Linked DNA regions of Rattus norvegicus: region 1 is linked to region 2. The links are chromatin contacts, called in public Hi-C maps. All regions are on one chromosome and are shown on one strand. The core of a region is the stretch at or near the end of the contact, and the rest is flanking DNA. Distances in the headings are between cores, read along the strand shown.

Region 1 (2,889 bases), core at 64-2,563, 280 kb after region 2:
CTTTACAGTCGACCTTTTGGAACGGCATTTATCTAAAAAGTTCTGCTGCTTACAGAACCCGTGACTCCTAATTATTCTCATCTAACAGATTCCTCAAATATATGAATAATGATTACAGCTGGATTTACTGGTAAACTAATACCAGAGAAGTTTATATGATTTACTGGGCCTATCAAAGCTTAAACCTAAATTATTCTGACTAAAACACGTTTGACTAGATATAAGGTGTAAGGCAACACGCTGTTTGTAGTCTGAAAGCCAATACTTTTACTTTTTAGTGGGGAAAAACCCACTAAAAATCACCTCCTCCCAAATGTATCACGATTACAATCTTTACAATAAAAATAGCCCAGTCCATATGTTATCCTATACTATTCCCGATACACATGGTCCCACTGTTATTCACTGTCTTCTATCAAACCTCAAAACGGCATTCTTTCAATTTTCCCAGCTTACACATCCCTATCCCTTTAATAAAAACAGGAGTTACAGAACTTCAAGAGAATTAAACAAAGATAAGAAAAGTTGAAAAAGTATAGGCGGCCTCTGCACCCAAGTTCTTTTCTTTTACATCTAAGAACCTGTCATTTATTTCACCCGCCTCCTGGGCGTTCCTGGACAATCCACTTACTAACAGTACAAAAAAGACTTGCGAGCAGGTTCTTTATGTGGCCTCTCTGTCCTAGCTTTACTATTTAATCATTCAATCCTTCCAGCTTTATCCTGACATCAAGTATCAAACTCACGCAAACCCTAGATAGATCCACCAGACGCCATACACTATCTTCTTCAACACGTTCTAGTTCAATGTGAAACCTCCTCAATATCGGTCCCTCCCTTTAGGAGCCTTTCCTGGATTCCCAACATAGTCTCAGGGCTCCAAACTCCCCAACTCTGCTAAACACCATCCAAGCTGGGTTACACCCTCTCCAACCTGAAATCCCCACGCCTTCCGGGGCCTCAATCACCAAGCCCAGCACCCGCCCCATGTCGAGTCCCTCCCTGTCCCTTTGGGGTCCTTTCCGCCGGCCTGGCCAGACCCCTATCAGCTCAAGCTGCTCCCAGGCCCGGCTCTCCGGCCCCAGCACTCCAGCTCCGCCCCCAGCCCCTCACCGAGCAGCAGCAGCTTCACTTCTTTGGCCGCTTTCTCTCCGTCCTCCCGCAAGTTGCGGTCGATCATCTTACTCCGCTCCACCGCCGCCTTGTCCTCGGCGCTCAACGTGCAGCCCATGACGGCGGCCGGAGAGGGGACCGGGCCCTGGCTCACTCACACACCGCGGGAACCGCGACACACCGGCTGAGACGCGTCTTCTGCTGGGCGGTGGCCTTCTCCGTCAGCTCCCCTAGCGCCCGGAAGAACCGGATAGCTGCTGTTTACGACACTTCCGGCGACGCCCAGCGGCCGTTACAACTTAGAGCGCTGTGGCAGTGGGAGGCGGGGGAGGTACGGAAAGCGGAAGTTCCTGAGAACCTGGTTGTTCCTGTGAACCGCACCTCCCAGCTTTAATACCCTGTTACTTCTTGGGCTCCTGGACTTAGATTCCAAGTGTAGAAAAAGGGGAACTTCCAGCACATGTTGTGCTCTTGAGGACACAATGGAAGTTTAGCGGTGAGGATCAGATTCCCAAACGAACTCACAGCCCTCTGGGTAATCTCCCTCTCCATTAGGAAAAAAACAAAACAAAACCCTTTCCTTTTCATCTGTGATTGTGGAGCCGGGGTCTCTGCCCAAAGCCGTATGTTGGACACTTCAGCCAAAGTTCCCTCAGTCTGATCTTTGAGTTGCCCAGCCTGGGTTTTCATCCATTCCTCAGGCTATGCCCATTATGCCAAGTATATCTTTGGTCCTTCTGCTACTGCTTATGAATTTCTGTAACCTGTACGTTTGCCTGGCACTATGTTGGCAAAGGATCACTTGATTGCTAGCAAGTAATAGAACGTTAAAATAGTAATTATTAGGACATGAAAATAGCTGTAGTTCATTTATAACATTTCCATGCTTCCCTTTCTCCCATAGAAACCGGTGGCTCTACATTGGGGACTTAGTTCCATACCCAGAAGAAATAAACCAGCGCATCCTTCTTTAATCTAACAAGAGATCCTATGTGATATCCACAGAAAAGAGGAAGTTTGGTAAAAGTCGCCTCTCTACTATCTCCTGAATATTTGTGAATCATAACCCTGTGAGAATATCCAGAAGTACCTTTACTGTCAAAAACCCCACAATGACTCTCACCACCCATTTTAGGAAGGAGCACTTTTTGCAGCTGTTGAAACTTTCCCCCGGAATTTAAAAACATTTCTCTAGTAGGAGGTAAACTTAAAATACAAATTCCTAACAGAAAGGTCTCTATAGTGAAAAATTAATTAATTAGAACCATTTAATTAGATTAACCTTGTCCAGGTCACCCACAATGCTTATCAATTCCAAGTCTAATAAGTCTCCCACTCATTTCCAAATGACCATTAAAAAGAAATAGTCTGCTCTTCCTTTCTGATTAGTACTGGGGGGGGGGGTCAAACGGAAAGGGAAAACAACATTTATTGAGTACCAGATAGGCGCTTCCATGTCTCATCTCTTAATCCTCACAACAACCCTGTGAGGTAGGTAATATTGATCCCCATTGTCACTGATGAGGAAATAGGCATGGAGAACTTAAGTACCTTTCCCACATTCCACAGTAAGCACATCTGCCTAGGTTCAACGTCACGCCTTCTTTCTACCAGACCTCTAGAAGGCGCTGCTTGGAGACACCTGACAACAGAGAGTCTATAAAGTTTTTGGATGGCAGTCGCCTCAATACCAAGATGTTGGCAAAACTAACTGACTGGATTGTCTCACCCTGTTGCTTCCCCAACATGTGAGGGAGATTGTGTTTAGGAACAGCT
Region 2 (2,700 bases), core at 67-2,566:
CGGCTCATGGCTTGCTCAGCTCGCTTCTCATACAGCTCAGGACCACCTGCCTAGGGGATACCGCTGCCCATGGTGGGATGGGCTCTCCTCCCACATCAAATATTAAAACATTAGCTAACAAAATGCCCTACAGACTTGCCTACAAGGCCAATCGGATGGAATACATTCCTCCACTGACATTGCCTGGGGTGGAGTCGGGGGACCCAAACTCTGGCCCACAAGGGCACAGTTCACACAGGAAATCCTCTGAAAAAGGTAAAGGAAAAGTGTGAAAAAAGAAATACACGTATGAGCGGCTCTTTGAGGATGGGTTTCTAGCCAGAAGATCTTATAGCTCCAGCAGAGAGGAAAAAGCCAAAAATGGAGACCCCTCTCAGGACAGAAAGACCTATGTCTTTGTTCTCCATGCACATCACATATACCCCCTAACTAGTAGGTGCACCGTGGGGTCACATGAGCCGGAACAGGAACATCATCTTACGAGGCTCCCGGGCTACTTACTAGGACTGTCGCTTTAATTTTCCGACTTGTCATCTGTGGAGACGGTGACAGCACAAGGTGGTTTGAAGATGAGAACTAACACTGGCCAGAGGCCCAAAGTTCACCCAAAGGTTATTTAAAGGCACCTCTAACCATATTCATTGACAAGATCATCAGTGTTCTCTGCAGGCAGAGTCAGCCTGGTGCTTCTGCTCACGCGGGTCCTGTCAGGGTTGTTCTTCCCTCTTCAGCCGATAAAACCCTATCCACGTTCCAGTGCCTCCCTCCTATGTCAGATCCTCCATCAAAACCTCTAGCTCCCTGCCCAGAGGAGGAACAGTCCTTTCTCCTGCGTCTACATCACCTTCCGTCCCTATCAGCTGGGTCAAACGGTGTTCAGTGTGAACTGGGGGGTCTGGGAAGGTGGGGTACTTACCTGGCATTCTGCCTCTTGGCCCCTAGCACAGAACTGGCTGGCTAAGCACCTGTGAGATGCCCAAGGATAGAACACCTTCCCCTCATCCTGACAATTCCCCCGACCTTCTTAGGGAAGGAAAGATCAAAGGCCCTGCATTTCTTTCTCCTCAGCCACATGAATTCTTCTGTTTGGTTTGATTCCAAAGAGACTGGCAACCCCCAGAAGCTAAACTCAGACACCAATTGGATTCTGTAATTTTCCTTACAGGGAAAGAGTGGCTAAGGATACCAAAGGCCTGTACAGCTAGGAAGGAAGTAGGCTATGTGGGGTATATCACCTGACCTCGCTTCAACTGGCCATAAATGGCCAGTATCCCTCTCCTCCAGCTGCGCACAGCTGGCCCGTTTTTCCTTTGCCAACTGGTGCTTTTCTTCCCTCTCTAAAGAGCCAGGCCAGGATCTTAGATTTATGTTGAACAGGTTTGGGGCTAAGGAAATGTGAGTTAGAGCTGCCCTCTGCTGGCCATTACTGGAAACTACCATTTCTCTGGTGACAGAACTTTCTGTAAATTAACCCACCCAACCCCAGCACACTGTCATAGGCTCTCATTTTGACCTTTTGGATGGAGTTTAAACTCTCTGGCCTGGAAAAATGGGATCTAGCTCCAATGTCCCTTTCCAAGCAATCACTCCTCCTTCACATGCTGATGCACGAAGCCTGACCCCAGCCTGCATGCGCTGGCTCTCTGCCAACACTGAGCTTGGTCTTTCCATATTCAAGACTGGTTCAGGTTTTGCCTCTTCTCCAGCCTTCATCTCAGCTATATCAAAGGCGAGTCTCGCATTGGAGTGTGTATGGACAGGCTCAGGGTTTGAGCACATTCGTGGAGGACCCAGTCTAGCTGTGAAAGGACCGTTCCCATATTCTAGCCTCACCCCCGACTGGCCCTGAGTGGCCTCATTGTGCAGCCTGCTAGAATCCTTCCAAGAGAGGTGGCGTGGCTGTAGGGTAGGTTTCTGATCATGCCTAGATCTCTTGACCTTACAAGAATTATTCCTGGCTGACAGGAAGAGTCAGTGGTAAATCCCCAGACATGTAGCCTTCCCTATACATACATTTGAGACAAGGTTTCTTTGTGTAGCCCTGGCTGTCCTGGAACTAGCTCTGTAGACCAGGCTAGCCTCAAACTCACAAAGATCCACCTGCCTCTGCCTCCCCAGTACTGAGCTTTAAGTCATGTGCCACCACGGCCCAGCTTTTAAAATATTTTTTTAAGCAGATGTCTTAGTCAAAGTTCTATTGCTGTGGAGAGGCTCTAACCATAGCAATTTTTATAAAAGAAAGCATTTGATTGGGGCTGGTTTACAGTTCAGAGGTTTAGTTCACTGTCCTTGTGTCGGGAAGCATGTGGCATGGTGTTGGAGAGGAGCTGAAAGTTCTACATCCAGATCTGCAAGCAGCAGGCAGAGGGAGGGAGGGAGGGAGGGAAGGAGGGAGGGAGGGAGAGAGGGAGGGAGGGAGAGAGGGAGGGAGGGAGGGAGCGGGAGAGAGAGAGAGACTGGGCCTGACTCAAGCATTTAGAAGCCCAAAGCCCACCCACAGTGACACACTTCCTCCAACAATAGGTCATTCCTATTCAAACCACCACATTCCACTCCCTGGCCTCCCATAGGCTTGTAGCCCTGTCACAACACAAAAATGCACTTAGTCCAACTTCAAAAGTCTGTAACAGAGTCAGTACTGTTTAAAAGCCCAGAGTCTCTTCTGAGCCTCATGGCAGTCTCTTAGCTGTAATCTTTGAT

Evidence for each region. Hi-C and Micro-C count contacts between places; a contact is called where the count stands out from the background.
Region 1: a contact with region 2 is called in a Hi-C map of Schwann cells, with 7 times the contacts expected there. The contact joins the promoter of Gnai3 here to the enhancer-like site in region 2. A contact is called at or near these places in 9 of 12 Hi-C or Micro-C datasets (Schwann cells, frontal cortex, hepatocytes and 5 more) and 1 of 1 datasets of contacts at active chromatin or transcription factors (oligodendrocytes).

What each region holds. Positions count from the first base shown.
Region 1 is chr2:198,467,561-198,470,449 of GRCr8, forward strand. Gnai3 (G protein subunit alpha i3) reads right to left here and starts at 1,314. Exons shown (of 9, transcript NM_013106.2): 1 at 1,114-1,314. The coding sequence starts at 1,231. LOC134485670 (a long non-coding RNA gene) reads left to right here and starts at 1,469. Exons shown (of 3, transcript XR_010063915.1): 1 at 1,469-1,609; 2 at 2,018-2,133; 3 at 2,728-2,889.
Region 2 is chr2:198,184,670-198,187,369 of GRCr8, forward strand. No RefSeq gene overlaps it. Among named protein-coding and RNA genes, the nearest start is that of Eps8l3, 17 kb to the right of the region's middle. Within about 2 kb of position 1,317, at least 24 of the 93 cell types and tissues checked have an H3K27ac peak or open chromatin away from gene starts, as enhancers often do. A contact at or near this core is called in Schwann cells, where this site is marked.